7 separate regions of the Mus musculus genome follow, and all the other regions are linked to region 2. Evidence: chromatin contacts called from public HiChIP or PLAC-seq and promoter capture Hi-C data. All regions are on one chromosome and are shown on one strand. Each heading gives the region's core, a stretch centred on a gene start, on an enhancer-like site or on the middle of the called end of the contact. The rest is flanking DNA. Distances are from core to core; before and after follow the strand shown.

Evidence for each region. Promoter capture Hi-C pulls out the DNA fragments that hold promoters and counts their contacts. HiChIP or PLAC-seq counts read pairs in DNA pulled down with a chosen protein or histone mark.
Region 1: a promoter capture Hi-C map of liver shows a contact between it and region 2, with 4 times the contacts expected there. The contact joins the promoter of Slfn9 here to the promoter of Ccl1 in region 2. A contact is called at or near these places in 3 of 39 promoter capture datasets (the 3T3-L1 cell line and liver) and 1 of 115 datasets of contacts at active chromatin or transcription factors (large pre-B cells).
Region 3: an H3K4me3 HiChIP or PLAC-seq map of craniofacial prominence shows a contact between it and region 2, with 6 times the contacts expected there. The contact joins the promoter of Unc45bos here to the promoter of Ccl1 in region 2. A contact is called at or near these places in 1 of 115 datasets of contacts at active chromatin or transcription factors (craniofacial prominence) and 1 of 9 other capture datasets (adipose tissue).
Region 4: a promoter capture Hi-C map of liver shows a contact between it and region 2, with 4 times the contacts expected there. The contact joins the promoter of Slfn2 here to the promoter of Ccl1 in region 2. A contact is called at or near these places in 2 of 39 promoter capture datasets (hippocampal neurons and liver).
Region 5: a contact with region 2 is called in an H3K4me3 HiChIP or PLAC-seq map of embryonic forebrain, with 6 times the contacts expected there. The contact joins the promoter of Rffl here to the promoter of Ccl1 in region 2. A contact is called at or near these places in 3 of 39 promoter capture datasets (cranial neural crest, frontonasal cranial neural crest and second pharyngeal arch cranial neural crest), 2 of 15 datasets of contacts at CTCF or cohesin (the NIH/3T3 cell line and pro-B cells), 7 of 484 Hi-C or Micro-C datasets (the HPC-7 cell line, cerebellum, cerebral cortex and 3 more) and 8 of 115 datasets of contacts at active chromatin or transcription factors (bone marrow-derived macrophages, embryonic basal ganglia, embryonic forebrain and 5 more).
Region 6: a promoter capture Hi-C map of liver shows a contact between it and region 2, with 5 times the contacts expected there. The contact joins the promoter of Slfn8 here to the promoter of Ccl1 in region 2. A contact is called at or near these places in 4 of 39 promoter capture datasets (the 3T3-L1 cell line, cranial neural crest and liver).
Region 7: a promoter capture Hi-C map of liver shows a contact between it and region 2, with 4 times the contacts expected there. The contact joins the promoter of Slfn1 here to the promoter of Ccl1 in region 2. A contact is called at or near these places in 4 of 39 promoter capture datasets (embryonic stem cells, hippocampal neurons, liver and 1 more).

The regions. Positions count from the first base shown.
Region 1 is chr11:82,990,173-82,993,564 of GRCm38.p6, reverse strand. Slfn9 (schlafen 9) reads left to right here and starts at 1,735. Exons shown (of 5, transcript NM_172796.2): 1 at 1,735-1,977.
Region 2 is chr11:82,178,490-82,181,873 of GRCm38.p6, reverse strand. Ccl1 (chemokine (C-C motif) ligand 1) reads left to right here and starts at 2,062. Exons shown (of 3, transcript NM_011329.3): 1 at 2,062-2,205. The coding sequence starts at 2,130.
Region 3 is chr11:82,932,013-82,935,242 of GRCm38.p6, reverse strand. Unc45bos (unc-45 myosin chaperone B, opposite strand) reads left to right here and starts at 1,860. Exons shown (of 2, transcript NR_167696.1): 1 at 1,860-1,927. Unc45b (unc-45 myosin chaperone B) reads right to left here. Exons shown (of 20, transcript NM_178680.4): 14 at 1,284-1,411; 15 at 432-498.
Region 4 is chr11:83,063,224-83,066,361 of GRCm38.p6, reverse strand. It overlaps Slfn2 (schlafen 2), which reads right to left and starts at 1,250. Exons shown (of 2, transcript NM_011408.1): 1 at 1,019-1,250. The coding sequence starts at 1,068. It overlaps Gm20234 (a long non-coding RNA gene), which reads left to right. Exons shown (of 2, transcript XR_388923.4): 2 at 306-621.
Region 5 is chr11:82,869,762-82,872,892 of GRCm38.p6, reverse strand. It overlaps Rffl (ring finger and FYVE like domain containing protein), which reads left to right and starts at 1,683. Exons shown (of 7, transcript NM_001007465.3): 1 at 1,683-1,885. It also overlaps a transcript of Rad51d not described here.
Region 6 is chr11:83,019,434-83,022,356 of GRCm38.p6, reverse strand. Slfn8 (schlafen 8) reads left to right here and starts at 1,547. Exons shown (of 6, transcript NM_181545.4): 1 at 1,547-1,780; 2 at 2,329-2,444.
Region 7 is chr11:83,115,061-83,118,083 of GRCm38.p6, reverse strand. It overlaps Slfn1 (schlafen 1), which reads right to left and starts at 1,264. Exons shown (of 2, transcript NM_011407.2): 1 at 1,022-1,264. Gm51911 (a long non-coding RNA gene) reads left to right here. Exons shown (of 3, transcript XR_003949745.1): 2 at 643-745; 3 at 1,281-3,023.

The sequences.
Region 1 (3,392 bases), core at 486-2,985, 810 kb before region 2:
CCCTGAGACTTCAATTTAGGGAAGAACAACTCCCTGCAGAGACTTTACCTAGCCTCCCTCTGTGTCAGGAGGTGGTGGAGAACAATGATTAGAAAATACTAAGACAGGATAATCTTCTAAATAATGACAATACCAAAGTTTTGCTGTAATCAGATCTCTGTCAGGATGGAAATTAGCATTTGCTTAACACAAGGATAGTCTCTATATGTGGTACACAAAAACTTCACTCCAACACAGGAGGTGTCTTAGTCAGGGTTTCTATTCCTGCATCATGACCAAGAAGCAAGTTGGGGAGGAAAGGGTTTATTCGGCTTACACTTCCATACTGCTGTTCCTCACCAAAGGAAGTCAGGACTGGAACTCAAGCAAGTCAGAAAGCAGGAGCTGATGCAGAGGCCATGGAGGGATGTTCTTTACTGGCTGGCTTTTCCTGGCTTGCTCAGCCTGCTCTCTTATAGAACCTAAGACTGCCAGCCCAGAGATGGTCCCACCCACAAGGGGCCTTTCCCCCTTGATCACTAATTGAGGAAATGCCTTACAGTTGGATCTCATGGAGGCATTTCCTCAACTGAAGTTCCTTTCTCTGTGATAACTCTAGCTGTGTCAAGTTGACACAAAACTAGCCAGTACAGGAGGGTACATGCATCTGAGAGCAAGTGTTCAACATGGCCAATGACATTGACTCCCTGGAACTGGAGTTACGGGGTCCCTGAGCCAAAGGTGGGTGTTGGGACTCAAACCCAGGTCAACCACAAGAGTGTGCTCAGAGTCTCTGAGCCATCTTCCCAGCCCCCGTAATTATCACAGTTTTGTATTTCTACATTTTATAAGCACCATAATATAGTTGTATCTTTATCTTTTCAGTAATTTTTGAACACTGAAAAAGATAAATTACCTTTTAATATTCACTTAATTACTCCTGTAGTACTGGTTTTATTCATGTGACTCTAAGTGTTACTCTGGTACAAATTTCCATCAGCCTTTAACATTTTTTGTGACAAAGGTCTCCTGGTGACCAAGCCCTTGCTGAATTGTTTTGTTTCACCAGAAAAGGACATCATTAGTTTCTATCCACTAGGTGAAGTGGTGTGTGTGTGTGTGTGTGTGTGTGTGTGTGTGTGTGTGTGTGTGTGTGTTGAATTCTAGGTTGACAGTGTGTATTGAATTCTAGGATGACAGTCTTTTTCATTCAACACTGTACAATCTGGAAAATTAGAATTTTAAAGAAAAAGGACTATGGTGGTAAGAAAATATACTGAAAGGGGAAGTTTGGAACCATGGAAAAACAGGTTTTTAACTAGAATACACATCCTGATGCAGTTAACGGTGTTAACCATGTGTAACAAGTGTACATGCAGTAGGAACACAGAACAGATGAAGATCTGCAAGTACCAGGGGTTAACAGTGGTTAGTTCTCAACTCTGAGCTCAGGAGGTGAGATCCTCACAAAAGCTTCACTCTCACTCTGCTTCCCCCAGACCAGCATGAATCTGAGCTCCTTCAACAGCCCTTCCACAGCAGGGAACCCCCTCAGGCTGAGAAGGCTGTAAGTTCTTGCTATAGGGAGGAAGCCGCCCACAGCCAAGGATGGGGGCTTATCTGGAAAAAGGGCAGCAAGACAGATTCATCAAAACCAGCAGTGAGCTCAGTCTGGCAGCATGCCTGCAGCCGGCCAGAAAATCCGAGCAGTTTCGTTTTCCCAAAAACAAGTAACCCAACCACTAGAAGAATTGAGCCAATTCGCTGTGACCACTGCTAGCCAAACCCATGCTAGACCCGGGGCTGCTCCTCTGAACCTCACAGACAGGCGACCAGTCCACAAATGAAACACCACCTGGCCACAGACCAGAAGATTCTGGGCCGGAGGCTGAGTTCGGGAAGGAAAGGGAGACTTACATTCCTGCCTGTTTCTAAATTCTGCTTTCCCAGCCGGCCAGGGAACAGCGATCAAAAGTCTTTTCTCACAAAATGAAAGTGGTGAGTGAGAGCCACAGAGCTGCGACCTTCAAGGGAGCCAGGGACAGAAGGGTGGCCCGGTGCCAGAGGAAAGGGCCTGGAGAAGAGCTTATCTCCTTTCGAACAAGTTTTATGCTGTCTTGTGTAATTCGTATGAATAGATTCCATAAATTAGTTGGTAAATAGGTACACTTGGGCCGGTGACAGAACACTGGGATATAGGAAGAGCTAGGAGGAAGGAGGAAGAAAGAAGTGGGGAGAAAGCAGATACCAAAAGAAACTAAAAACACCAAGAACAATCCGAACGCCCAATATGGCTAAGGTTCAGAATTATTAAAGTTTAGTTTATTAAGCACATATGAGTTTCAAGCTTCCCGGTATTTAGAAGGCTTCCTATTGGTCTCTGCCCGCGGGCGGGAGAGGGTGGGTGGAGAGTCAGGCAGTGAAAAGGAAAGGCGGGAATTCCACGCCACCTCCGCGCGCTCTGCGCTCTGGGATCCGGAGCGACCAGGACCTGGTGAGACCCTCAGCTCCCCTCCACCTTCCCCGAGGTCCAGCACACCAGAACTGGAACCTGAGCAGCCCAGAAGCCAGGGTGGCACCACTGTGTCTCTCCTGTCTGAAGACCCGGATATTTTCTCAGACTTGGCGACACGTTCCTTTAAAAGTAGGTGCTGAGGACTGGAGGGGCCTGGGAGTGAAAGGGGATGATTCCAGTGGGTGAGAGACTGACCAGCCCAGCACAGGAGAAGGGGGACCCAGATGGGTGAAGGGATGGGGGAGGGAGGCTGTCTCTGTCACTCTAGCTTGCTCTGGCTGGCAATCTCAACAGGAAGTCTCTGAGCTGGTAGAGCCTGTTACTCTTAGTAGGTGCAAGTTAGAGTACAAGCTTTAGGCCCCAAGGTACAGCTTGAAATGACAATGTTGAAAGGGATTCTGTAGATGCCACTGAGCGACCCCTCTCTCTCTAAGATACTGTCTTTAACTGAGCAAGGAGCCAAGAGGCAGAAATATAATTGCTACTATCTAACCCAGGGTTTATAATCCAGAAGCTATGGAAAAGAGCCTAAAATCCGGGGATTTCAGTTTCCCAACTAGCACACCTTCTAAAGCCTGTTTCCTTTCTGTCCTGATTCCGCCTAAGATGGCCAGTCCCAATTTGTTTTGCCCAGTATACTGCCCCAGCCCTTCTAGTGCCTTGTGTGTTCCACTCTTACTTTCTACACACAGTCATCAGAGGCCTAATCTTCCACCGACTGTTTATATGGTTGTGTAAGGGAGACAGGATCACCTTTCTGCAGGTCTCAGGGAATGGTGCCATTACTATAGACCAGTTGTCCCACAAGCCCCTACAATCCTTCAACATTGGCAAACATCCTCTAGTTCAGCCTTATTCTGGGTCACATGACAGTTTTAGGATTTTACTCCCTAAAAAA
Region 2 (3,384 bases), core at 813-3,312:
AGATCATGAGCTGATCTTATTCTTAGATACCCAGGGCTCGAGTCTCTGCCTCCTATGCCACCCCCATTCTCAATATAGCATCAAGCCCAAGACTTCCCTCCTCGTGAAAGTCACCCTCCCACCCTCCATACTGTGGAGATTTTATCTCTTGGTGCTTTGACAATTGCCTGGAGTTTTCTCCTCACAAGTACAGGCACTTGAGTTTTGATTCTGACTCTGAAATGGAGCCAAGATATTCCCAGTTTCGACAAAGCTCCCTCAGGAGTGCCAAGAGTCATCACTGCCAAAGGTCTTGAAAAGCTCATTCAGCTCAGACATGCCACGGTAGCACGGAGCGAGCCTCAGTGGAGAGATGCGGGAAGACAAGGACTTCCGATTGCCATCCAGGCACAGGGGCTTAAAGGAGGCTGAGATTTGCCCGCAGGGGTTGGCAAATGACTTTTATTGGAGGAAGGGTGTTTGAAATGAGCAGATTGGGCACAGAGGGAGTTGGCTGGGAAGGTGGTCAGGTCGATGTTACAGTAAGGATGAGATGGTGGATATAGGAGAGCAAAATGGATGACTGAAGCTTGACTATTTGGGAAGAGTTCTAACTATCTAGTAGTTACACTCAGTTGGCAACAAACACTGAAGGTTTTTCAGTTGCACAGGCTAAGGTCAACATAGGTTAGCATAGCCAACCCACTGTGTATAGGCCCCATGATGCCAATGCCAGAAAGCTTAGCTGCTTTTTCTTGAGGGCCTCCTATGAGCTGCTTATCCCAAGTACTGCCCACTGCATATACTGTTTTTATCTGGCTGCACAACCCCATCTGCATCTACATCCCATGCTCTAGCTTTCTCCATGATGCTGAGTGAAGGGTGTTCCTCTGTACTTGGCTTTTCCAGACTCCTTCCCCTGCCTGACGTGCTGTCTTCACAGCAGCCTGCAGGACATGGTACTTATAGAACACTGTCTGGAAAGGGTCCTCTGAAGTCCCTGGGTGTCCCCAACATTCTCCTGTGCCCCCCACATGACAGATCTGTCTTGAATGAGCCGTTGTTGTGTTGGATGGCTCTCCATGGCTTGTCTATAGGTTGAAGCAAGATGGCTCAGGTCAGGCTTTGCCCCCATTGGCAATTGTCCCAAGGGTAACCAAGCAAGGGTCTGGATCAGAGTAAGCTGTGAAAGGGCTGGGGAACAAAGAAATAAAACTAATAGCAAATGTGTTGGCCAAACGTTAGACAGACAGGATCAACCTGTGGTATGTGTGTGTATGTGTGTGTGTGTGTGTGTGTACATGTATGTAGGTGTGCATACATGTGTCTATGTGCATGTGAACGACTTTGCTTTTTGAGATAAGTTCTCTCCCTGGCCTGGAGGTCTCCAACTAGGCTCAGCGGGCAAACCAGGCAGCTCCAGGGATCAGCCGGTCAGCCTCTCCAGCTCTGGGGTTACAAGATCATTCCACTACCCCTGCTCTGTATGCGGGTTCTGGGAATCAAACTCTGGTCCTCACACTTGTGTAGCAGGTACTTTGCTGACTGAGCCATCTCCCCAGCTCTGCATTTCATTCTTACCACCCGGATTTGAGATGTGTTACTAGTTCCATTTTGTAGGGATGTGCAGCTTAGAGAAGTTTGTGCAATGGCTGATTGGCAGAGCCAGAACCCAGACACAAGCTCCATTTGATGCAGATTGTACCTTCTCTGCTCTGTCCTTCTCCAAGGCCTGTAGCTGCTTTGAATGGAATGATGTGGGTTAGACAAGCTGTGTACGGGCCACTTCCTCTCTCTCTCTCACCTTTTTTGACTTTCCACTCAGCCAGGACAGCTCCCACGTATTTTGTCAAGAACGTAAAGATTGGTATCTGCTTCTGCACTTGGGGAAGTTCCCAAGGCCACTAGGCACCCAAACATACCTCGAATACGCCCCCCTCCTCCCAGGAGAGGTGAGAAAAGGAGTTTTCCATGTGGCCATTGGGTATGAGTTCCTTTTCCCTGGGACTCCCACCTCTTCTCCATGGTCTGGGAAAGCACCCCGGGCCTTCTGATAAAAGCTCAGTACAGGGTGAGGCAGGAGAGAGTTCTTGGCTCCACCAGACATTCGGCGGTTGCTCTAGAGAGGCTTGAGACAGAAACTTATCACCATGAAACCCACTGCCATGGCACTGATGTGCCTGCTGCTGGCTGCCGTGTGGATACAGGATGTTGACAGCAAGAGCAGTGAGTAATGGGGTCCTAGTGCTTGGGCCCAGGGAGGGGAGATGTATAGGCAGGCACTCTGGGCTGGGAACAGAGCTTACCTAGACATCATTGGCTTCATTTCTGTCCCTATCTGGAGATGAATGGCGGGCAGTAATGGGATAGGGACGCTGGGCGTGGAGGAAGGTTATGGACTGGGAGCACACATCTACTTCGTGGTGGGGAGCTCAGACCTGAAACCCATTCCTCTGATTCTTTTGCTAATCCTAGAACTAGGTGGCTGCAGAGACAGACCTGGGCCAGCATCCTCTTGATGGGGTTCCAAGACTGGCCCTGTTCTGGGAGGAGCTTCTCCTTCTCCTTCTCCTTCTCCTTCTCCTTCTCCTTCTCCTTCTCCTTCTCCTTCTCCTTCTCCTTCTCCTTCTCCTTCTCCTTCTCCTCCTTTCTCCCTTCTCCTTTCTCTTCCTCCTCATCCTCCTTTCTCCCTTCTCCCTTCTCCCTTCTCCTTTCTCCTTTCTCCTTTCTCCTTTCTCCTCCTCCTCCTCCTCCTCCTCCTCTTCATCCTCCTCCTTCTAGATGAAGTGGCTTTAGTGTGTGGAAGATAATTTTGATCCTCACCCTACAGACAACTGGAAGGGCCTATGGGGTTGTTTAAAACAAATTAGGATCCCTGAAGTCCAGAGGAGGGACTAAGACTGATTTCCAGTGTGACAGATGACAGGCAGGGGCTGAAGGAAGGACCACAGGAGTGAACAGCCAGATAACTATTATATCTCTTAAAGATGTTTTCTGTATGGATAAACTGGAATCCATGTTCTAGATTGTTCGGAAAATACCAACCTGAGGTCAGGGGACCTGCAAGTTTCTGTGAACAGCGAGACAGGAAGGATCCAGGGTTAGAACACAGGGATGTTGAAGGTGGGATGTGGGAGGAGAGCGTACAAATCAGCAGACTGGGGGTTACTGGTCCCTGAAAGAGGGGAGGGCCAAGGATGGGAATGTGGAAGATTGTGTGGGCGAGTGGACCAGCCACTTTTTGGGAATACCCCCTTTTCCTTCTGAGCCCTTGTGGAGTTCCTCACCCAGCCCCATGTCTGTGAACCAAGAACTACAATGTCCTGCATGCGATGGGATAACAGGTCCTCTAGGATGTGAGGCCAGAGCCCCGAGCTTAAGTACTAGCACAGTACACAGAGCCAC
Region 3 (3,230 bases), core at 611-3,110, 750 kb before region 2:
TCAGAGGAAGTAAAGTGCCCAGGTTTGCACAGCCAAAACAAAGAAGAGCAAACTCCCACTGCAAAAGAAGTTTTGATTTGTGTGGAGAAGCCCATGGTCTGCCTTCCAGCCGGAACAGAAGGGGTTGTGGGTGGGATTCCAAAGTAGATACCAGGGCATTACCAAATCAAGAAGGAACAAGTTTGGGCCAATGAATTAGATGGTGCAGATAACTAAGTAAGTGTGTTTTGCGAAGTTAGGGTGGTGTGAAACACATGACTTTGGAGTAGGGCAAGAGGGACTCACATATGTGCATGTGCATGTAGCATTAGTAGGCACATGAACACACACACACACACACACACACACACACACACACACACACACACACGCATGCTTCTTTCCAGTAGATCACCTTCTAAGACAGCAAGGACCTCATCTAGCCTAGTTACCTTGCCACCACCTTGAGCTACAATGGTGCCCCGGTCCTTTGGATTGTCACAGAGTGCCAGGAATACCCTGCAGAGACAATGATAAGAGAGAATGAATATTCACAATTCCTGTATCACACTTCCAGGAACCACACACAAGCCAGTCAGAGCCAGGAAACCCCAGAACAACAGAAGAAGCCTTGAAAGGCAGACTGCATGCCCTTACCTGGAATGGACCACCTTTAAAGGAGACTGTTGTGGCAATAAGTGGGGGCAAGGAATAAGACCAAGCAAGACCTCAAATATCCATCTCATTTCTATTTCTGGAATCAGCCAACAGCTTCCTGCTACCCCCAATCCAGGAGAAACTCTCCATGCCTACCCCCATTCCTGGGTAGACAGGGTCTATCCTGTTCCTGGCCCTGGTCCCACCTAATCCCACCACCACTCATAACACTAAGACATACCGCAGGAAAAAAACAAATTATACTCTTTATCTCTCCATCCTTGATGCCTTTTCCTTCCCTTCTCTTCTTTTGTGACCCTATTGAGTTATCACCTCTACCGGGAGGCCTTTCTGGACGCCCACCCACTTACCTTCTTACCTTCTAGTCTGGGTGGTTGGGACCTACTGCCTGGACTCCAACCACTGTGCTTCCCTGTCATGGCATTTACACTGTGATGTAACCTGCCTGCCTCCCCCTAGGTTACCCTTCATCTTTAAGAAAAAAGTAACTAAAAGGACCTCCCAGATGCAAGTTTTCAACTGTGGTGACCTGCCTTCTCTTTGTTCTCCATCCCTGGCTTAGTCTCTACCATTCACCTCCACCCAGGCTTCTGCCTCCCAATCTCCCCAGCCCACCCTGATTGCACCTGGCCAGCAGCTCCTTGGTCTGGTCTGTGAGGATGGCACTGTCTGCCTTCACCATGCAGGCCAGTGCAGATATGACACCTGCCTTCAGAAGACGTTTCACCCGCAAGTCAACGAAGTCCTTCTTGTCCTGGAGGGAACAAATGGATGGACATGGGGAAGGGACCAGTTGTCAGCCCCAGGTTGAGTCATTATGACAGATGCTCAGAGTGGGCAGTGGACAGGACCAAGGGCATGGTGCATACTCTCTGGAAATGTGCTTAAACCTCACACCTAGCCATGGGGCATGTATGTATGCTACATCCCTACCTGGATGAAGCACAGGGATGCAACTCAGTGGTAGAGCACCCGCCTAGCATGCCCAGGACATCACAAAGAAATGAAACCCATTAAGAGAATGAGTTGGCGACAAGAGCAAGTTCCCAATGTCTGGCACAAAGTAACACTCAGATTCTGATTGTTACAATAGAAGGGAGGAAAAAAGGAAAAAAAAAAAAAGACTTTCCGTGAGTTACATAAGAAACTACCAGCATGGCCCAGAGCTAGACCAAGCCTGAGGGGGGGGGGGGGGGGATTCCGGAGCGAGCAGGAGTCCAAAGCCAGCGAGCAGGGGCACGGAGCGAGCCCAGGTCCGGAGCGACCGCAGGTAGGAAGCGAGCCGGGGTCACGAGCGAGCGGGGGTCCGGAGCGAGCGTGGACACGGAGCGAGCGTGGACACGGAGCGAGCAGGGACCCGGAGCGATCGGGAGTCCGAAGCAAGTGGGGGTCCGGAGCGAGCGGGGATTCGGAGCGAGCGGGGGTCCGAAGCAAGTGGGGGTCCGGAGCGAGCGGGGATTCGGAGCGAGCGGGGGTCCGGAGCGAGCGGGGGTCCGGAGCGAGCGGGGGTCCGGAGCGAGCGGGGGTCCGGAGCGAGCGGGAGTCCGGAGCGAGCGGGAGTCCGGAGCGAGCGGGGGTCCGGAGCGAGTGGGGGTCAGGAGCGAGCGGGGGTCCGGAGCGAGTGGGGGTCAGGAGCGAGCAGGGAACGGGAGCGAGCGGGGGTCCAGAGCGAGCGGGGGTCCGGAGCGAGCAGGGATCCGGAGCGAGCGGGGATCTGGAGCGAGCGGGGACCCGAAGCGAGCGGGGGTCAGGAGCGAGCGGGAGTCCGGAGCGAGCGGGAGTCCGTAGCGAGCGGGAGTCCGGAGCGAGCGGGGGTCCGGAGCGAGCGGGGGTCCAGAGTGAGTGGGGGTCAGGAGCGAGCGGGGAACGGGAGCGAGCGGGGGTCCAGAGCGAGCGGGTGTCCGGAGCGAGCAGGGATCTGGAGCAAGCGGGGATCCGGAGCGAGCGGGGACCCGAAGCGAGCGGGGGTCAGGAGCGAGCGGGAGTCCGGAGCGAGCGGGGGTCCGGAGCGAGTGGGGGTCCGGAGCGAGCGGGGAACGGGAGCGAGCGGGGGTCCAGAGCGAGCGGGGGTCCGGAGTGAGCAGGGATCCGGAGCGAGCGGGGGTCCGGAGCGAGCGGGAGTCCGGAGCGAGCGGGAGTCCGGAGCGAGCGGGAGTCCGGAGCGAGTGGGGGTCCGGAGCGAGCGGGGAACGGGAGCGAGCGGGGGTCCAGAGCGAGCGGGTGTCCGGAGCGAGCAGGGATCCGGAGCGAGCGGGGATCCGGAGCGAGCGGGGACCCGAAGCGAGCGGGGGTCAGGAGCGAGCGGGAGTCCGGAGCGAGCGGGAGTCCGGAGCGAGCGGGAGTCCGGAGCGAGTGGGGGTCAGGAGCGAGCGGGGAACGGGAGCGAGCGGGGAACGGGAGCGAGCGGGTGTCCGGAGCGAGCAGGGATCCGGAGCGAGCGGGGATCCGGAGCGAGCGGGGACCCGAAGCGAGCGGGGGTCAGGAGCGAGCGGGAGTCCGGAGCGAGCGGGGGTCCGGAGCGAGTGGGGGTCCGGAGCGAGCGGGGGTCCGGAGGGAGCGTGGACACGGAGCGA
Region 4 (3,138 bases), core at 1-2,500, 890 kb before region 2:
TTCTCAGAGACTTTGGTCTGGAATTTAAAGTGTCTTGTTAGCTGTCCTCAGAGGGAAAGAGCATGGCATCCAGATGCAGGCACTGCAGATTGGCAGGCAAACACAGAGGCAGGAGCAGTAGTAGCTGCCTCTTGGAGGAAAAGAAGAGATGGAGAATTCTTTGCACACCTCTGAAAGTGCTTGGCAGTTGGTGGAAGAGAACATTATAAGCTTTTCAGGGCTCTAGTGCACCTATCTCGTTTCTCATCTTGAATACAGTTCCCCTTCTTCCTGTCGCTCAGACACATTTACTTATCCTCCCACAGGATCCAGTGGGGAACCCTCAAGATGCTCTGATGACCAGCAGGAGCCTGATTTCCTAGGGACTAGAGGCTGCTTATTTCTTCTCCTGCCCCTGCTAACTGTGCCAGGTGCCTGCTGTGTGTGGATAAAAGGGCCCCACACACCACAGATATCTCTCCCCCTTCCTCTCCCCTTCTCCTCCTCTGCTCTCATTTCTCTCAACCTTACCTCCTGTGTGTTTCCATGTCTCTCTCTGCCTGTCTGCCCTTTTCCCTCCTTACTGTTTCAACTCTGAGGCACCTTTCACTCTCCTCTCCCAAATAAACCTCTTACACGAGATCTGTTGCATGACATATTTTCTCAGGGATACACCATGGCACAGACCTGCCAAAAGTACCCAACGCCTGGCTTGCATTTTCATCCTCCCACCGTCTGCCTCAATAGTTCAGGCTCAGGCCAAGCAGAACCTAAGCTCTCTCCCTGGTCCTCCCCTGAACCAAGAAGACACAGGCATTTGCCCTCCCAGACAGCTCACCAGGTGCCTAATCCCTTCACAGCCGGTTTGTTAACACTTTGTTAAAATGGGCTACCAAGGCTCTAAGGAGCCAAGATGCCAGTAGAGACAGAAACTAACCATGGTCCCAGAGCAACTAGACTGTACCCAGGGTTGGAAGTGAGGGACAGAAATGACATTAGGGGTAGGACTTGAGTAGACTATATGTCTGTGGTTACTTACCTCTGAGTTCTGTGGTTGCTTTGCTCAGTTGCCTCAAGTCTAGTACCCATGTCAGCAGTCTTGGTAAAGCAGGCTAGTGTCACCTGAGAAAGACCCTCTGTCTGCAACAAGTCCTGGCCAGCAGATGTCTTCGCCGGTGGGCTTTGGCACTTGGAAGAGTTCTAACTGCAGCCCTGGTTGTGTGTTCACCTCTAAGCCCATGTGAGTTCTTTGTTCCTTGCTGCATTAAAGCATTGCACAGACTGGTGGAAGACTGGAAATCCCAGAACTGTCACCCTCCAGGAAGTGAAAGCCCTGCCTCCACTTTTCTATTGGGCAGACTGTAACACAAGCTCACAGTTGACTAGTCAGATTTCTATCTGCCTCAGGCATTCCCAAGCAGCAAAGTCCATTTGCTCAAAAGAGCAGGTGCCCTTGTTAACGCCTTTAGAGTCCCTCCAGTCCCGGGTTTAAGATGGGCACAGCAGGATCCTCTCTGCCAGCAGATTCCTTCTCTCTATGGGATTCCCAGGGCTACCCTAAAGCAGTACACCTCTTTTGCTACTTTGTTACAGTAACACCTCCCTAACCAGCCTTAAGAAACTGATTGGGGAGGGGGGGTGGGGTGGGAGAGGGGGCTTGAGGGAAGGGAAAGGGAGTTGGGGGTGGATGGGAGAGGGAGTTGGGGGAGGAAGGAAGGACCGGGGCCAGGACCAGGAAAGGGGATAACATTTGAAATGTAAATAAAGAAAATATCCAATAAAATAAATATTAAAAAAGAAAAGATAAGAAAAGAAAAGAAATAGGGCTGGAGAGATGGTTCAGTGGATAAGAGCACTGACTGCCCTTCCAGAGGTCCAGAACTCCACTGTCCCTCCAGCCTAAGGGTCCAGAACAGGGCTCTTTCTTCCCTGTGGGCTGTTTCATTGCCTGTCACCACCAGACCAGCTCTGAGGAAACTGACTCAGAGACCTTTAGAATCTCTTTCTTAATCTCTAATTTAAGAAATAAAGTACAGGAGGTTTCTGGAGTTCTCGTGGGTTGATGGAAACATGCAAAAACGTAAAGGAGAATATTTGCATCAGTAATGAAGAAGACCAAAAATGAAGAAAGACAAAATTTTCCTTCTGTACTTGTCAGGAGGTGAAAGAAGAAGTTGCTAGGGGGAGTCCAATGAGTCACCCTCCTCCAGTATCCCAAGCACAACCTCTTGCTCAGAACTGTACCCTCCCGTTCCTAAGGAATGTCACAAGACTAGCCAGAGACCAGGGCAAGCCAACAACCAGGGCTTTGAGGGACATGAGGAAGAAAAGAACAGGGGTAGGGAAAGTGGGGGAGCCAGGGAGGAGCAGCATCTGGACAGAGGCAGCTGCTGGGTGGAGAAAGTCCAGTGCCCATGCTCTGTGTGCCTGAAGTCTTCTCTTCTTTCTCTCCCCTCTTCACTCTCCTCCCTCCTCCCTCCTCCTCCTCCTCCTCCTCCTCCTCCGAGCTCCTCCTCCGAGCTCCTCCTCCGAGCTCCAGTTCAGTTCCAAAGTCAGTGAGAAGGAATTCAACTCCAAAGGTCTGGGATTAGAACTGCAGCAAACTCTGGGGACTTCTCCATCAAGGACAAAGTGCAGTGCCCAGGCTTAAGGAAGGAGGCAGCCAGGAGAGCATTTATAAGGAGACAGCTCTCCGAGTCCAGCCACCTCGGGGACAAGTTCTCCATCGGCTGGCAGGGTCCAGCTGAGTCTATGTTCCCAGGAACTAGCTCCTTTGTTGCCTTCTCATCTTGAGTTACAGGTCAAATATCCAGGGTAAGGCCTGACCACCAGGGCTTGGAGTCAAAGACCTTCAAGCCAGGTGGCCCAGATAAGGCCTAATCACCAATTTATCACCAATACTTTCTCCTGTCCTATGACTGACAACTGCCCCACCTACCAACCCCCACCCCCACCCCGCCCTGCCTAAGTCAGAGCAAAAGAGCAATGGAGACACCATTGCCCAACCCCTTGTGTCAAAATGTGATTGTACAACGCTAGGAGCCACCAACCTCCACCTCTCTCTGTGGTCTCATACTTTATAAATATGTGATGCAATTTCCCTTCAGGAACAGTCAGCTCCCGACCTCAGTGACCATCCCGTTGTTCCTGACTGGTCAG
Region 5 (3,131 bases), core at 434-2,933, 690 kb before region 2:
AAGGTGGAGAAAGGAGGGGTGTGGGTCCGAGGCCTCGCTCCAGTAAGCTGCTCATTATTTAGCAGCAGTCGGATGATTTAGCCACAATATGGACCAGAGGGCCCTGAAAAAAGGATTTCTGTTGGATACCATGAATTCAGGCCCTGATTATCGTCCGACTGGGGGTGGGGTGGGGTGGGGTGGGGGGTAAGTGCACTTCCTTTTCAGAACTGGGCACTCTGGTTGTGAGTTAACAACAACAACAACAAAAATCGCAGGTCTGGATCTCCTTTCACTTCTGTTTTGGACCTATTACATGTCTGTGGCTATCATTCATATCCAGAGATGGACAGTGTGGTGAAGAACCTGTGTCTCCAGCACGGCGCTCAGACCCATTTCAGAAATATCAGAGGATGGACAATGTTGGTGCGTCAAAGGAACGGAAACCAGAAAGGGAAGGGAGAAAATGATATACACCTTTGTGGAGGAAAAAGTCCGGAGAGAAGCGGAGCTCATAGGGAACTGCAGCAAAGCGAAGCTGCAGAAATAAGCAGGCAGGAGAAAGGGGCAAGGGGCGAACATCCAACTCAGGTGCCAGGGGTCCTTAGAAGGCGGGGCTCCCTGTACACTCCAGGTTGGAGAAAGAAAGAGTTTTGCATCTGAGTTCTGCTTTTCTCTGTGTGGAAGCTCGAAAATTACTTAAAATGTAGATCCTTGTTGATAACAAGCATATAACAGTACAGAGCGTGCTGGGGTGTTCTGAGAACTGGAAATAGCAAAGGGCTTATAAAGTGAGTCTGGTACGGATGCACATATTTTAGCTCTGGTTCCCTTCTGATAGTCTTTATTTTAAAATACAAGGGGTAGCACTGTGGTAGAGCACTTGTCTAGTATGTACAAAAATCCCAAGCACCAAAATATTGAATAAATCAAAATACAAATTGCTCAGGAAAACTCTGAGAGGTCTTTGATGGGAACCTGAAGCATAAGAAAATGATGTCACTAGACACCAGCCAGAAGAATTAGCATTTATATGACTTCCGTGACTAGGCATCTTCTTAGATCACTGGCTAATGATCCCCTATGCTACCCTGGTGTTTTATGCTTTACTAAGGCCTTTGTGCATTATCTCATTTAATGTGCGGGCCCAACCGGCCTTTCTGGGATGGGGAAGATATTGGAAAGGTTAAGTGCCTGCCAAAAGGTGCACGGGTGATGAACGATGGCTGGGTGGTTTCTTAGCAGTCGTTTTTATTGTACTGCAACCTTTCTCAGCTGTGTCCCCACCTTCCTAACATGAAAGTAGCTTATCCAAGGAGGAAAAGACAGGTTATGATGCCCCACTGAATTGGCTTTTAATATCGCCAAGAAACTTAATAAATTAGATGAGTCTGGGGTTCTGGAAATCTGTCGGGTACGATGAAACATGAAATCAAGGGTTCAATATTCAAACTTTACTATAAAGCTAGTTAGTGATCTTAAGGGACTTGCTCAAGATCACCACATAAGGGATTGGTTGGCTCGGCCTAGACTGGGGACTCCACACCTAGCCGGGCTCCGACAGAGGGCGCTCGCGGAGGCTTGCACTCTAGACCGCCGCGCGCCCGATTCCTCTCTATGGTGGCGGGGGCGTGCGCTCCCGCGGGGGTGGGGTGGAGGGCGGGGCCGCAAGCCGGGAGGGCGGGGCCGCACGCTGGACGGGCGGGGCCCACGCCGAGCCGCGGGGGACTGGGTTAGTGGGGGTGGACTTCCTGGGGCCGCCCGTGAGGATGTGGTTCGGGCACCCGGGCGCCCCTCAGGCGTGGAGTTGCGGCGGCCGCAGACCCCGCAGCCCCGCTGCCTGAGTGGCCGCGGTCGGGATCTGGCCTCTGCCGTCCCAGGTGTGGCCCGGCAGCGTCCGCGGCAGGTGAGGAGGCGGTGGCTGTGGCTGTGGCGGGTTGGGCTGGAGGATCCGGTGCTTCAGGCTGTGCTCCGGGGGGTGTGAGGATCCAGCTGCGCTCCGGGAGTGGGGCAGCCCTTTCCAGGAACTCCCCACCGCCAGGTCACCCCACACCTGTCCCATGAAAGTGCCGCAAAGCATTTCGTCTGTGTGCGCCGTAACCCGGGACGTGTGTCCTCAACTTGTACCCAAGTGTCGTAAGAACCCGGTAGGTCCTGGGGAAGGATGCATTTCTGTAGGACAGAAAACCGTCTACAGAGGCAGAGCTTTGGCGGCACTGGCTCTCTACCAGGAGGACCCTGGAGATTCGGAGTTTGGAGGTTAGATGGGAAGTTTGGGATGCTGCTCTCCCCTCCTCCCTCCTCCCTGCCAGAGTCTGCTGTCTGCCTCTTGGGAGTCGACCTCTGTCCCCGACGTGTGTTAGGTCGCCACTGTGTGGTCCTGGCCGAGACTCAGAGGGAAGTAGGGCCCCTCTCCAGCTGGCTGCCCAGGAGACATTTGACCGGGCATGGGGAAGTCTGGGTAGATCAGGGGAGTCCACAGCCTTTCCTGGCGTCTGTTTGAGCTCCGATTTAAGACCGGTAGAAAAAAACAACAGCAGCGTACTTCTTCCTTTTTTCTTTTTTTTTTTAAAGCTGTCATGGGGGTGGGGGGGTGCTGTTGTGTAATCGAGGAAGATTTCCACATTCCTCTCAGTCCACCACGGGGAAGATTATTCTTAGCTCGGAAATGGGGTTTTACCCACAACTCACACTCTGTGCCCTGGTTAAAGGCTAGAGTGACGCATGAACAAACACCCCAGGATGCGTGTGGCCTTCCAAGAAAATAGTAACCTCCTTATGTATGTTTTGGCTGGTGGCTTGGAGAACCGAGAGACTTCCTGTCGCCACTTTTGAGAGCTGCATGGTGGTTCTTGCCTTGACAGTTCAGTATACTGAAATGTGGGCAAGGCTGTTCGAATACTGTGGCATTTTTCTAGGAATGGAAGGGGACTATGTCCTGGGCAGTTTGTAGAGTTCTAAGACCAAAACTGGCCGTATATTTCCTTTGTGGCAGCTTCCTTATCCTTCCCTCCTCTCCCCCCCCCCCCCATTCTTTCTAATGTTAGCAACTGTTTGTAAAATTTCATATTTGCTAATTCTGGACTCCAGAGTACAGTTAAAAAGTTGTGGTTTATTGGAGGACAGTAGCAGATTGATGTGTCAGGGCTAAT
Region 6 (2,923 bases), core at 298-2,797, 840 kb before region 2:
TTTTTTCCTGGGGAATCAGCTCTGCTTGCCCATAGTCTGCAGCCTAGAGCTGGGGCTCCTCTGTTTCCCTATTCATTTGGCCTGTTTGCACAGCCTGAGCACCCACACGTGGCACTTGTGGCACTGGCCTGAAGCTGCCCTAACACACTTGCTTTCTGACCTCCCCTCGCCCCTGGCCCCACCACGCCCTCAAGCCACTGCTGTCAGCCCTCTGATTTCTTTCCATTCTGGTCCACATCAACTCGAAGCCATGTGTACACTAGACAAAACTCTGTCATTTGTCTCTTTGGGTGTGTATCTCTTCATGTGTTTTTATCTACTGATACAACCTGTCAAAGTCACTTAACAAGATAAGGTTTTTGTTCTATCCTGCCTTAGTAAATAATGATTTGTAAACAATATGAGGTTAAAGATCACTGTCTTTTATAAATATATGTTTACCCTTATTTCTTAACTGCCATTAAGTTATAGTGTACCCTATTTGCTAGTACATTCTCAAACAAGTAATTAAGCAATCACAGGTCGTCTAACTCAGATATGCTCAATAGAGACTACTGTCAAACTTGTCAGAAATCTGCTAAATGTATTAATTTTTAAGCTCATGACAGACAGAGACTCCCAAAGCCTGAGAGTTATCTTTTATGTTCTCCAAGGAAAAAAGGACACAAGAGTCTACTAGTCTTGGCTGCTGCTACGGCTTGGTTTACACTGTGGACAAACAGGATACCCTGAGAGTCAAATGCCTCATATTGCCTAAGCCAAGGTGGGTCATTTCTCATTTCACACATATCTAACTCCACAGAAAAAAAGGTTTTTGTCTTTTGGCCTTGAAATCTAGACTGACTCTGCCCAAGATGCCATGGAGACCTCAAGTACCTGGGAGCTGTTTATGTAGTGAACCGTACATGAAACTCTGTCATTTTAATTAATACATGACTCCTAGATTATACTTTATTTTCAGATTTCTGACTCCATTGATAGCTAAGGTAACTGTAGCTTGACAGCTAGAAAACAGACGTAGCTCCTTACCCTAAGGGAATCCACCACTGTGTGTGCTCATTAGTACATTATTTAACTAGGTAAGACTGCCAGACTTCTTACAGACTTCACGATAAAGGATCATAAGTTCAGATGTAAGCTTTCACAGATATAACCTGCTCCTTTCTTACCTAAGCTCAGTTTCCAGTGAGTGAACGCTTCGTGTTTCCTCTTCTAGCTATGCCACCGTTCTAACACTGTTCGGTAGAGTTCTTATACATTTGCTTAACCCTAAAAAAATCCCACTATATGAAATATTATGTTTTCTTTGATTGTCCTTTCCACAGCAGGGAACCCCTTCAGGCTGAGAAGGCTATAAGTCCTTGCTACAGTGAGGAGGCCCACGAATAGCTAAGAATGGGGGCTTAGCTGGAAACACAGCAAGACAGTCAGATCCTTCAAAACCAGAAGTGAGCTCAATCTGGCAGCATGCCTGCAGCTGGCCAGAAAATTTGAGCAGTTTCGTTTTCCCCAAAAGCAAGTAACGCAACCACAAGAAGAACTGAGCCAGTTCGCTGTTACCACTGCTAGCCAAACTCACAGTAGAACCAGGGCTGCTTTTCTGGACTTCACAGGCAGGTGACTAGTCCACAAGTGGAACACTACCCGGCCACAGACCAGAAGGATCTTGTCAGGAGGCTGGCTTCTGGAAAGAAAGGGAGACTTACATTCCTGTCTGTTTCCAAATTCTGCTTTCCAAGGTGGCCAGGGAACAGGGATCAAGAGAACTCCACTGGAAGTGGTGAGTGAGGGTCCAGGTGTGACCTTCAAGGGAGCCAGGGAAAGATGGGAGGCCCGGCTCCAGAGGGAAGGGGCTGGAGAAGAGCTCCAGAGGGAAGGGGCTGGAGAAGAGCTTATCTCCTTTTGAAAAAATTTTATCCTGTCTTGTGTAATTTGTATGAAAAGATCCCATAAACAGATTGATTAGTCGGTATATAGATGCAGACAGATAGGTCCATGAGGGAACACTAGCATTTAGGACGAGCAAGGAGGAAAGAGGAAGTGGGGAGAAAGCAGAGACCAAAAGAAACTAAAAACACCAAGAACAATCCGAACGCCCAATATAGCTCAGGTTCACAATTATTGAAGTTTAGTTTCTGAGTTTCAAGCTTTCCAGTATTTAGAAGGCTTCCTATTGGTCTCTGCCCACGGGCGGGAGAGGGTGGGTGGAGAGTCAGGCAGTGAAAAGGAAAGGCTGGAATTCCGCGCCACCTCCGCGCGCTCTGCGCTCTGGGATCCGGAGCAACCAGGACCTGGTGAGACCCTCAGCTCCCCTCCACCTTCCCTGAGGTCCAGCACACCAGAACTGGGACCTGAGCAGCCCAGAAGCCAGGGTGGCACCACTGTGTCTCTCCTGTCTGAAGACCCGGATATTTTCTCAGACTTGGCGACGCGTTCCTTTAAAAGTAGGTGCTGAGGACTGGAGGGGCCTGGGAGTGAAAGGGGATGATTCCAGTGGGTGAGAGACTGACCAGCCCAGCACAGGAGAAGGGGGACCCAGATGGGTGAAGGGATGGGGGAGGGAGGCTGTCTCTGTCACTCTGGCTTGCTCTGGCTGGCAATCTCAACAGGCAGTCTCTGAGCTGGTAGAGCCTGTTACTCTTAGTAGGTGCAAGTTAGAGTACAAGCTTTAGGCCCAAGGTTCAGCTTTGAAATGACAATGTTGAAAGGGATTCTGCAGATGCCACTGAGCGACCCCTCTCTCTAAGATACTGTCTTTAACTGAGCAATGAGCCAAGAGGCAGAAATAGAATAGCTACTATCTCACCCAGGGTTTATAATCCAGAAGCTATGGAAAAGAGCCTAAGACCCTGGGATTTCAGTTTCTCAAATAGCACACCTTCTAAAGCCTGTTTCCTTTCTGTCCCAGTTCTGCCTAAGATGG
Region 7 (3,023 bases), core at 15-2,514, 940 kb before region 2:
ATTAATGTGCTGATGGAGGATGCATATTCACTGGCAAATTTGGAACTCAGGAGAACTGCAGTGGAATCATTTATAGAGAGTCTGTGGGATAGCCTGGGACCTGGTCTATCTCAATACAACACCTGTGACTACAAAAAACATTTCTATGATTCAAATGCTCCCTGGGGGCATCTATCCAGAAAATGGTCTTTAACAACTAAGCTGGACTCTGAGGCTCACCAAATTTTAATACCTACACGAAACTCCCTGATATCCCAGAAGCAATGAGTTGGTTTTAAATATTAGTAGTTTCTTTCAAAATTCTTTATAGTGTTCACTGGAGAAAATTCTGAGCACTGAAATAAAAAAAATTGCTGTTTTTATCTTTGGTGGAAAACAGATGACAATCAGGCAGGCAACCCTACTTCTGTAAGCAATGCCAATTGGTAGGAAGGCACGGAATGAGGACACAAGAGTGGGAAAAGCTCTTGAGAAACAGCTGTAGAGCATTTCCAGCTAGGATGCTGCTTTGCCTCTTGCTTGGGAGAGCAATGCTCTTGTTTTCTAGGGAAAAACCTCCAGGGTCTGAGGTTCTTAGATCTACTTAGTTCCAGAGTGGAGTTCTTCATTGTTTAAGGGCAATTTCCCCATACCTTTCCACAGGGTCATGTCTTCAAGAAGATGGAGCACCTTCAGAGGGGCTTGCCTCAGTAACTCCTACTTCATACACCCTCTTGGATTATTTCAGAACCTTCTATCTGGATCTGTAAGTAGCCCAATCTACGCAGACCGAGGGAGGGATTTTTCTCTCATCCCACACTCCCCTAGTATCTAAGTCCTCCTCAGCCAGTGATGGAGGCTATGAAGGTCCCAAGGAGCCAGAGTTCCTAGAGAAGCACCAAAGCAGCCAGGGTTGTCCTTAGAGCTCTGGGTTGTACTGGCAGCCCCACATCATCCCACAGCCCGCAGAATGCATTCTTGGTAGGCACTGGGACAGAGAGGTTGCGACAGAGGCGGCGGCCATGGAGGATGGCTCACTTACCTAAGCTGCTCTACTGAGCACGTTCCCTCAGCTGCTTGAAGTCAACTGCGAGCTAGCTGTGAGCTAGCTGTGCTGTGGACACTTGCGGGCCAGAGGAAGTAAGGCAAAAGCTTGAGACACCCACAGCAGTGGGAGTGGTGGCTGTCTCCAGAAGTCCTTCTCAGCACTTGGATTTGAGGGATGAGCTACAGTGCCTGTGGTTGCTCTCGGCTTTTGTCTTGACCGACCTTAGTGGATTGCACTGTTTCATCCTCTCTAGGTCCCGATTTCAGTTTTGGAGAACCCCGGTTTCATTGGTTGATGTCACTCCAGGAAGTGTGAGACATCTCCTTCAGCTCTTTCATCCCCTCTGTGATTGCCACTCCACCTGTCAGAACTGAAGAACAAGGCTTCTAGACTTTTGAACTTAACCTTTACAGCGTCACTCAAATCCCCAGGGCAAAGCTGCGGCTGCTGCTGTCCTGACCCTCAGAAGAGCAGGTGACACTAGGCACAGCATGAGCACCTGTTGAAGCCTCTCCAGGGAGGAAGATGATTGGAGAGGGAAGCTGAGCCAGGGGAGGCAGAGTAGGATGCTGGCTCACAAGGTGCAAGCTGCATCTCCTAACTCTTTGGGAAGATGGGTTTCTATGGGAGGTTCCAAGGGCAACCCAAGCGGACAAGACTCACCAGCTCTTTCTTTGTGCCCTCTCTTTTGATAATTTTGGTAATATAAGTTTCCCTGGCTCAGTGCATTTTAGATCCAAAAAGCCAGCTATGAGAAGAAAGACAAGGCTGTAGAGTTGAGAGGAGAGAAAATGAAGGGAGTGAGCAGAAAGGACAAGCCTGGGAAAAGTGATAGGAGCGAGGAGGCAAGGGAGCAGCAGAGGTCCCTCAGAAACCCAGCTGTGGGTGCCTCTCCACCATCAGCCTCAGGCAGGTGTGGAGACTGGGGGTGACTCCAGCACCCTTACTCAAGACACCCCAGTTCAAGGGAAATGGATCAGTAACAAGATGCCCTACTTCCTACCCCACCTTAACACCTATAAGTATGAATGTTAATTTGTTGCAGTTGGGTTTGGATCTTTTGTGACATACTGTTGTTAGGACAATGCCACATTCATTCTGTTATCTTCTGGACTTTCCCGCCACTCTTATGTTCCTGAGCTTCTGGGACCTCAGAAGGAAATGGTGCCTAAGACCTCGAACCTAAACTTGATCTGCCAACACAAACTTGTATCCAGTGCCCTTGCACACCTATTGGACATCATTGCAAGTTTTGGACCTTACAACACTTGACTCATCAGAATTTCTCATTTTCTAGAATCCTTGAAGTTTCAGTAGAATCTCAGATGTTGCAAAATATATACTGGTATGAATGCTTTACTTATGTGGTATATGCATACTCATACATGCATAGTGAAATGCCATTCAGATGTAAAGAAAAGTGAAATCATGTCCTTTCCAGGAATGAAAACAGAAGTGAAGAGGAAACACTCACTGTGCTGAAGAAAATGACCTGGAAATGCAAATATGCCTAGCATCTCACCTCTATGGAATTTCACACTGTTGCTTGAAGAAGGTATCTAAAGGGAGGAGGAAAAAGAAATGAGAGAAGCTGGAGTAGCCACAAATGACAAATATTGCATGTTTCTCTAATTTGCAAAATCCAGATCTGTATATACACGTATATTCATGGACACCAGAGGGCGACTGTGGGATGAGTAAGGTAACCATCAGAAGAGAAGAGGAAGAAGAGGGGAGGAAAAAGGGGAGGTGACTGTCAGTACAATGGCATTGTGTGGGAAGCTGTAACCAGTACACTATTTTATGTGTTGGCTAAAAACAATTTAAACACAAGCAAACATGAATATTCCAGATCCTCCAGTTCTGTCTACTCAACAGCAGGAGCTGTGTATCAGATGCCAGAAGGATCACCTCTTCATCTTAGAAAGCATTGGTCAGAGAAGACAACAGCGCTATCCCGGAGATCCTTGAGAGGAGGGGGAGTGGGTGATTGACT